Regions from separate parts of the Danio rerio genome. Here region 2 is linked to region 1. The links are chromatin contacts, called in public Hi-C maps. All regions are on one chromosome and are shown on one strand. Each heading gives the region's core, a stretch centred on a gene start, on an enhancer-like site or on the middle of the called end of the contact. The rest is flanking DNA. Distances are from core to core; before and after follow the strand shown.

Region 1 (4,324 bases), core at 1,626-4,125:
TTCCATACAAGCTTAAGCTGATCGGTCAGTTCTTGTCACGTGACTTGCGGTGCACTTGTGGCATTCATTCAACTGTGTGCATCTGGAAGGCACGAGCGTGTCATGCCACTTACGTGTGCAAGTCGGACCCCTCCATTGGAAATAACAAACATGCACAAACTCTAGAAAAGATGCGATATGCAAACGGCCCCTAAAAGACTGCCGCCATTTGCAATCTCCAGCAGTTGATCTTCATGCACAGACATGGTAGATTCACCTGATTTATTGACAATTAGTCAGTTGGCATTTCTGCCTCCTCATGTTCGCGTGGGTTTCCTCTGGGTGCTGCTGCTTCCCCCATAGTCCTAAGACATGCGATATAAGTGAATTGAATAAACTAAATTGGCCACGGTGTATGTGTGTCAATGGGTGTGTATGGATGTTTCCCAGTACTGGGCTGAAGCCGGAAGGGCATCTGCTGTGTAAAACATATATGCTATACATAATATACGGCTGGATAAGTTGGCAGTTCATTCCACTGTGGCGACCACTGATGAATAAAAGGACTAAGCTGAAGAAAAATAAATGAATGAATCTACTTTTGTAAAAATCGTAAACTATAGCTACTTCTTTAAAGTATGAAATAGACTACTTTAAATCACATCTAGCACGTAGACCGACATGGTTCAGTTGCTTCCCAAACACCAGGCTTGGATTTTAAACAGCAGACACTTCACTTCTCGTTTCTTCTAACACAAATCCCTATAACCCATTTACTGTTACCATGCATACTAAACATACACACATGTGCGCAAAATGTGACAATTGTTTTATTTTAATGGTTTGTGTCATAAAATCTATACGTAAAGGGGTAGTTCACCCAAAAATGAAAATGTATTTAATATTTAAGTGGTTATAAACCATTATGAGTTACTTTCTTCTTTTGAAAACAAAAGAACATATTTTGAAGAAAGCTGAAAACCTGTGACCATGCATAGTAGGAAAAACAAATACTGTGGAAGTCAATGGTTACAGGTTTTTAGCATTCTTCAAAATATCTTCTTTTGTGTTCAACAGATTAAAGAAATTCAAACACGTTTAAAATAAGTGAAGGATGGGTAAATGATGACAGAATGCCAGTTTTTGGGTGAACTATACCTTTAGGTCAAATGCTTATTTGGGGTGCCCACATTGTATCATTTGGTACGTGTGAGAACAACTATATTTTGTTAACTTTATAAAAATCCAAGAAAAAAAATCATGTTATCCAATTTTCTACCTTAATTATGGTGGAAAGTGTAGGAAATGGCCGTGGTGTAAGGGTATAAGTTAACAGACGTGCATGTTAACATAATAATAATAATAATAATAATAGGAGGTCACGGTGGCGTAATGGGTAGCACGATCGCCTCACAGCAAAAAGGTCACTGTTTCAAGCCCCGACTGGGTCAGTTGGCATTTCTGTGTGGAGTTTGCATGTTCTCCCCACGTGGGTTTCCTCTGAGTGCTCCGGTTTCCCCCAAAGTCCAAATACATGCGCTGTAGCTACAGTAATTGTACATAGTGTATGAGTGTGAATTAGAGTGTATGGGTGTTTCCCAGTGATAGGTTGCAGCTGGAAGGGTGAAGGTAAATTTAGTTAACTTGTTAATGAAGGTTCTGCGGTGGAACCACACCACTTTTTGTCTCCATAACCATTCACCTACTCGATAAAACTTATTTAAGGCAGACCAGCCCTTTAGCACTGTTCTTCTCCTTCTTTCGAACCCACCCTCCCTCCCTCTATTTTTTCATTTTCGATTCACAACAACACTCTTTTAACTCCTAGGTTGAATCAGGGGGTCCAATCACTCTACCAAAATATTACAGAGACGGTACCCCCACTCTGAGTCTCTGGGCATCATCGTAGGACACCCGATCAACCTGTTCACTGTTCATCCTCTTTCTTCCCTTCCCCTTCATCCCACTGTTCTCTTACAATCCCCTTCCTCCCTACAAGAAAGTCTAGCTCAAAGTGTAGTGTGGTTCATGCTATCGTGAAAAGATTGAAGAAAACAGTAAAACATTACAAAAATATATAAACAATAAAAATGCAAGGAATAAGTTGACAAGATGATCATTATAGATTTAAAGTAATGCTAAACAAATGAGTCTTAAGAAGTTTCTTAAAACAGTCCAGAGAAGGGGCATTTCTGATGCTTATGGGTAATGCAGTCTATATACTGTAGGCACAGAGTATGAGAAAGCCCCATGCTCTTAAGTTTGATACAGAGTCTCAATGTGAACATGCATATTTACATATTTGTTGGAGGAAGTTGTATTTTTATTTATCATTTTGACCACATGCTTTGTTCATATATAATCAGACATATATATTGTATAGATAAATATTACACAAATGTTATATTGAAATATTATTGTATTAATCTGTACAAATGATTATAATAATAACAGTAATCCAGCATAAAATAAACAAACATGTTTGAAATTCAGTCTATCAGATCTTTCCTGTTTAGCATTGTGTTTGCGTGACTTCAAAAAGTGCTGTCTATGGAAACCATTGTTTCATCACTTTTCTTGTGACCATGTGGGTGGTGACTTTTAACTCTTTTTTTTTTTTTTTTTTTTTGTGGTTTCATTGCAACATCTTGGGTCAATGCTGGACAATGTAAATTCTGGAGTGATGTAAATCTGTGTGTGTGTGTGTGTGTGTGTGTGTGTGTGTGTGTGTGTGTGTGTGTGTGTGTGTGTGTGTGTGTGTGTGTGTGTGTGTGTGTGTGTGTGTGTGTGTGTTTGTGTGTTTGTGTGTGAGTACGTGCTAAATGACTAAAAGTCTTCCAAAGTGTTCTTTTTTTTTTTTTGTGGGTGGACACTAAATGAAAGCTACACTTATAAAAATTACAAAACCTGTTGGACATCAGATCATGAAGAGTGAAGATCTTTTCACTTGCACCCTATTAAAGACAAAGTTTTGCAGTTTTTACTATTTGTCATCATAAGGTAAGGTTTTTTTTTCAGTTTTTCAATAAACGTAAACAAAACACAGTAATAATGCTTATTTGTATGTCTTTTTATTTAAAGAATGGATATTACAGTTTTTCTCAGTCGCTTTGATGCATTTCTCACAACACTATTTACATTTGCATAACAGCTCATGCATTTCTCAAAACAATTAGTCATTTGTGCACATCCTAGTAGCAGTTTCTCATTCCTTCCAACACACTGCAGATGCTTTTGGACAAGCATCAATTGCTTTCATACAACTCTCTGCTGTTTATAACATTATCATCTGCTTATGTCATGTCAGTTAAAATTAACTAAACCTGTAAATGCTGAATAGTCATTTCATATAAAACTAATAGTCCTCATTTCATTACTTGAGTCATTACATAAAACAATGTTGAACTAGTTGTCAAAATCTTTCCAGCATATTTTATAAAAAAATGTAAATATTTATTTTCCTGAAAATGTCTTAAAAATTGAACAGTTTCATGAATGATTTACAGACCTATGTATATTGTAGGTTCAGTTCCAATATGTTCTGCAATATTGTTTACAGTTGTGCACAGCTCAACCCAAAGGAAGTTTATGTTTGTTGTAAATAAGGGTGTGTTAATTCTTTTGCACAACGCTGTGAATAACTTAGAATTGCAAAGAGCAAATGCAGTAAAAATGGGAAACATACAGATTCAGTGTCTTGTACTCAAATACCTCACTAAATGCAGTGATGTCTAACTTTACTGTAGTTTTCAAATGGCTGTGCTAATAATATATAGTGCTGTCTTGGGCATTTTCAGGAAGTGTCACCAAAATCTGACTTTTTTGCATTGGATATATTGTACAGAGTAATTGTCATAATGAAAACATGACCAAGCCATTTGACTATCTTGTTCATAAACAATAGTGTCAGGACTTTTCATTTTGATAATACTTACAATTTGATTGACATGAATACTTGCTTTTGAGGAATGAACTATCCATTTTGAGCATGTGACATGCTTTTGCAGGTTATCAGCTAGGTTTTGCAGTTTGAACTAATTGTTTTGAGAAATGCATTAACTGTTGTGCAGAAATGCACTGGTGTTGTGAGAAACGAACCAAAGCGACTGAGAAAAACAGTAAATATTTGTTCATACATAGCTTTATTTATGATTAAAAATAAATGAAAAATACATTTCATGTGTAATATTTACTATATAGTTTACATATAAATATATGCTTATAAATATCTATATTTTATTATAGTTTATAGATGTATTTCTAAATATGTATTTATGCATTTTAACGACACATATAATAGATGGATGGATGGATGGATGGATGGATGGATGGATGGATGGATGGA
Region 2 (4,385 bases), core at 975-3,474, 63 kb after region 1:
AATTAGCCCCTAAGAAATGGGACAGCACTACAGAACCTGCACACGTCATCATATGTAATCTTTTGTAATTAATTCATTAATTTAGATTGTCTGGGATGATCAAGTATTTTTCTTTGCACAGATTCACTATCTGTGTAAAATATAATACATTACACCAATATATAATTACAAAAGAGCAAAGATAAAAGTAAAGTAAACAGTGCTTTGGTTTTCTGGGGAGTCAAACAGTATTAAAAATACAGCAATTAAACAATTAAATGTCAAATAATAAGGTCATAATTTTATAAATAGTTTAAAACCTATAATACTTATTAATATTGTTATATTTTAATATTTAATAAATAATCTAATTCCTCATTATGACATACTCTGCAATATCGATTCTCAAACTATAAACTGTTCAGCCCTAGTGTGTGTGTGCGTGCATGTGCATTGTTTTGAGAGTTTGAAAGAAGTGTGTTTTCAGTTGCTTCTCAGAAGATATGATGACTTCAGCAGTTTTCTTGGAAGTTGACATCTAATTCCACCAGAAAGGGTAAAGGTTTTAGTGAGTGATGTTTTGCCTTGTTGTGTAGGAACAGTAAATTGTCACTGATTTAGTGACCTGAGCTGGCAGGAGGGAGCATACATTTGTAGTAGTGGTTTAAGTTAGAAAGGAGATTTTCTAGTGGTAGTCTTTAAAGACTTTGAATTGGATTTTGGCCATAATTAGTTGCTAGTGGAGTGAGATCAGACAGAGATTATTCATAGATATTTACATTAGATGTCGCCTACCCTGTTGTCTATTGGAAGGAAAACGTCAATAGAGCCGCCATTTTTGTACAGGGTAGCGCTCCTTTGAAAAGAATGTGGGACCAAGCTGCAGTGGAGGACTGGCCATCCAGAGCCAGAGATATATACACATATATATCTATGATCTGGAGTTTTCCCGGTAATCAGTATACAAATATTTTTTTAAATTACGAAAATTATAATTTTACATCACTCTTCTACATCGATGGATAATTGATTGCACGGGTATTGTTTGTGTGCATGGAAATGTATTATCCCCCTTCCTGTTAAATTTGATCTAATCCGTGTCCTGAAACACACCCCCTCTTCTTCTTTCACTTCTAATTCTAATGGAGGGAGTGATTTGTTTGGTAAAGAATCTCCATTATGAACGAGTCGTTCACTTAGCCAACAATAATATAAGTTTCTGGCTGCGTAGCATCTTGTTGTCATATTTCTTTTACGTTGTTTGCTGATTTTATTTAACAAAAGTAGTATAAGCCTAGTATTTAGTGCAAGTTGGTGCTACTTTGCCTTATGGTCAGTGCAGTAAGAGAATGCATTTTCATAAATAACGTTACTTGTTGAGTGCAAAACTTCGTAACATACACAAATGTAAAAGTAAAAATCTTGGCTATGAAATGTTCTGCCCTTATGCTTTGTTTTATTTGTTTGCTCATTACTACACCCATATACAGCACTAAAGTCCAGCATCTTCACATAGTCTTTGGTCTTGACTAGTGTGGTTGAATGACTTTTGTCCTGGGAGCACTGTACAAATGTGGTGGCACTTTTGAAGCATACTCAGAGTCCGTATGTAATATATAGTGTATATATCTATGGAGATTAATAAGGAGAAGAGGAGGTACTAGTACCATGATAATGTGAAGATTTATAAAAAATTTTCATGGCATTGCAATGCAGCTGCTACTGTGTTAAGGACTTTAATACTGTATGATGGTATGCAGTTAATGGGTGGTTGTATATCAAAAAGAGCTGCTCCCTAGATGAAGATGTAGTCAAATATGCAAACTTTTGGAGACAGTATGTCTGTTGTATACTGAATCGATGTAAAAAGCACAGGAGTCATTTCCAAACAAGGTTCTTTCTGATGAATTCAATGTAAACAATCATTGCAAAATCACCGTGGATAAATGTTTTGCCCCCACTTGATATTTACAATCACATGTTTTCCTATAGAAATTACCTGTACAGAATTGAAATGTCAGATAGAACCTTATAATTCTAAGGTGACAATAAGTCTTTTGCTTTCCAAAGAAGATATGAACTGCTTTAAGTCACTAAATAATAATATCATATAATAATATAAAATCACACAAGCCTATTACCTGCCCACATACACTAGAATTGACCATCCTACTCCGAGAAACATTGTTTGATCTACACAGTTTACAAAAGCTTGGCCAAAAAATAAATAAAAAAATCAATACGCTGAAATGAGTCAAGGTTCATTCTTTTGAATTATTGCCTAGTTACATAAGATAACAACTCTTAAGGTAACTGTTAAACTTGCTTTCCATTAGTAGGTTTAAATAGCTGAAATATATATATATATGTATTTTTTTTTTTTAAGTAGCAAAACAAAACCCACCCTGTAGGTGCAGCACATCTGTGATTTGATATAAATGACTCCTTTATAAATGTCTGGCTTTTGGGATGGCAAGGTTCAAGAGGTGAACAGGAGTGTAAAGTAATAAGAGTTCCTGGGTGTGGGCCTGTAGGATATGACAAAACCACGACTCTCCGAAGACTTAAGTGCTGTATAAACAAATCTCACACTCCTGTGTTTACATGGAATGGTCTGTTTTGCGAAACAGCATGCAATTTATGCCTTCTGTCACTCTGGGTGTGTTTTGAAGTCCTTCAGCTCAAGTATTTATTTCTACTTGCAGCATTACAGACTTCTAGAGTATGTATAAATTGCCCTCTTGTGTCAGGTTTAAGGCTTTGCGCTATATTAAAAAATAAATGTATTTAATCAGGATTGTTAGTTATGCATTTAATCTGTATACTTAAAAATCAGTATGTAGCAGTAGGCATTTTTAATTAAATAGTTACATGTTCTTTACTTTTATTGAGTCATTTTAGCTGTCACACACAGAAGGCTTATCGCCATAGCTGACTTGTTTCTCACTTCTAAATAGATTGCCAAAATCTAGTCTTATTATTGCAAATCTAATCTAACATCTTTTACCCTTTGTGTTGCATCACCGAATCTTTCAACAGCCCACAGTAAATACATCTGGCTATGCTCTGACTTTGATGAGCTGAGTGCTGTTAAGATTATCAGCGTCCAAGCATCTGACATTTATTATGCTTTGGATAGCCCACGCATCCTTGTGATCAGAGTCGCAGTCCATTAGCAGCATCTGAAAGCTAAGGCCGCTGACTTCACAGCCACTGGTTTTGGGTGAAGGCACGTTTCAAGGTAACTAGTTACAGATGGAAGCTACTAAAACATCAAGTCTAATGATCAAGAACAAATTCAATTGAGTTTTAGACATAACCAAGTAGGTAAGGCCTACTAATGAGCCATGAGTGGATATTAATGAGAGAAAAAAATGACATTTTATAAATTGATTGCTTTCAACACACACTTTGTATTCCTTACATCTTTTTACAAAGGGTGTTTCTGCATTTTCAAGCTAGAACAGGTCAAAGTGTTGTCAGTGTGTCACGTATTACATTGTACTAAATATTTAAAAGGATATACTTTTAACGCATAGTATAAAAATACAAAATAGGATGCTGTTGGATGATAGTGCATGTTTGTGTAAGATAATCTCTTGGTCTTTAACTGCAAATGAAGCACTGATGCTGCACTGATTCAACCTTCGTCACAGACAGTGCCTTTTAAAGGCTGCATTGAAAATCCTTGACAATCAGCTTTGCTCAGCTGCATTGAATCCCATCGTTTGAAACCATTAGATTGCAAAATCTGTCACCTCACCATCCAGCATTTCACTACCTTGTATGTTTCGAAAACTGATATGTGTCACTATACATACAGAATGTCTTTGGGATTTCATGATTTATTACTCTTCCAACATATATATATATAGTTTTTTTTCTGTTAATGTGTCATTGAGCAGAATTCATAAACCAATACTTACTAATGTGATTTTTCACTATTGATTAATGGCAGATGTCATTATGGATTTTACTGCTGTGAGATATATATTAACATTAATAAAAACACAAGTAATTAAAAAGCCCTTATAACAGTATACATTATAAAAGGTCATATTTTGGTTTTGGGGGTTTCCAACAACATGCTGATATGCATAAAAGGTTAAAAAATAAATAAATAAATAAAAACTTTCATTGCCTTATTTAATAAATAATAATAATTAATATGCATTTTTTTTTTACCCAATTATCCCAACGACTACCATATATTTGTTTAGCAACTCATTTGTTCCCATCCCCTCCTTTGCGTGAGGCTAATCTGTGGTAATCGGTCTGATGACCCAGTCTGTTGTGATTGGTCGACTGCGATCAGCGGTGGACGGGGAGAAACGCCCATCACGATCATGAAGTAGCACAGCATATGTGAGAATGCAGGAATGCATTAAAGCAATGCAGTTAAACAC

The links. Hi-C and Micro-C count contacts between places; a contact is called where the count stands out from the background.
Region 2: a Hi-C map of an unstated tissue shows a contact between it and region 1, with 1.8 times the contacts expected there. The contact joins the enhancer-like site here to the promoter of gja12.2 in region 1. A contact is called at or near these places in 2 of 18 Hi-C or Micro-C datasets (skeletal muscle and an unstated tissue).

Annotation. Positions count from the first base shown.
Region 1 is chr20:44,026,107-44,030,430 of GRCz12tu, forward strand. It overlaps gja12.2 (gap junction protein alpha 12.2), which reads left to right and starts at 2,876. Exons shown (of 2, transcript XM_005170194.6): 1 at 2,876-2,979.
Region 2 is chr20:44,089,672-44,094,056 of GRCz12tu, forward strand. All of the region lies in intron 22 of tbc1d32 (TBC1 domain family, member 32), which reads left to right. Among named protein-coding and RNA genes, the nearest start is that of tbc1d32, 31 kb to the left of the region's middle. Within about 2 kb of position 2,225, at least 4 of the 62 cell types and tissues checked have an H3K27ac peak or open chromatin away from gene starts, as enhancers often do.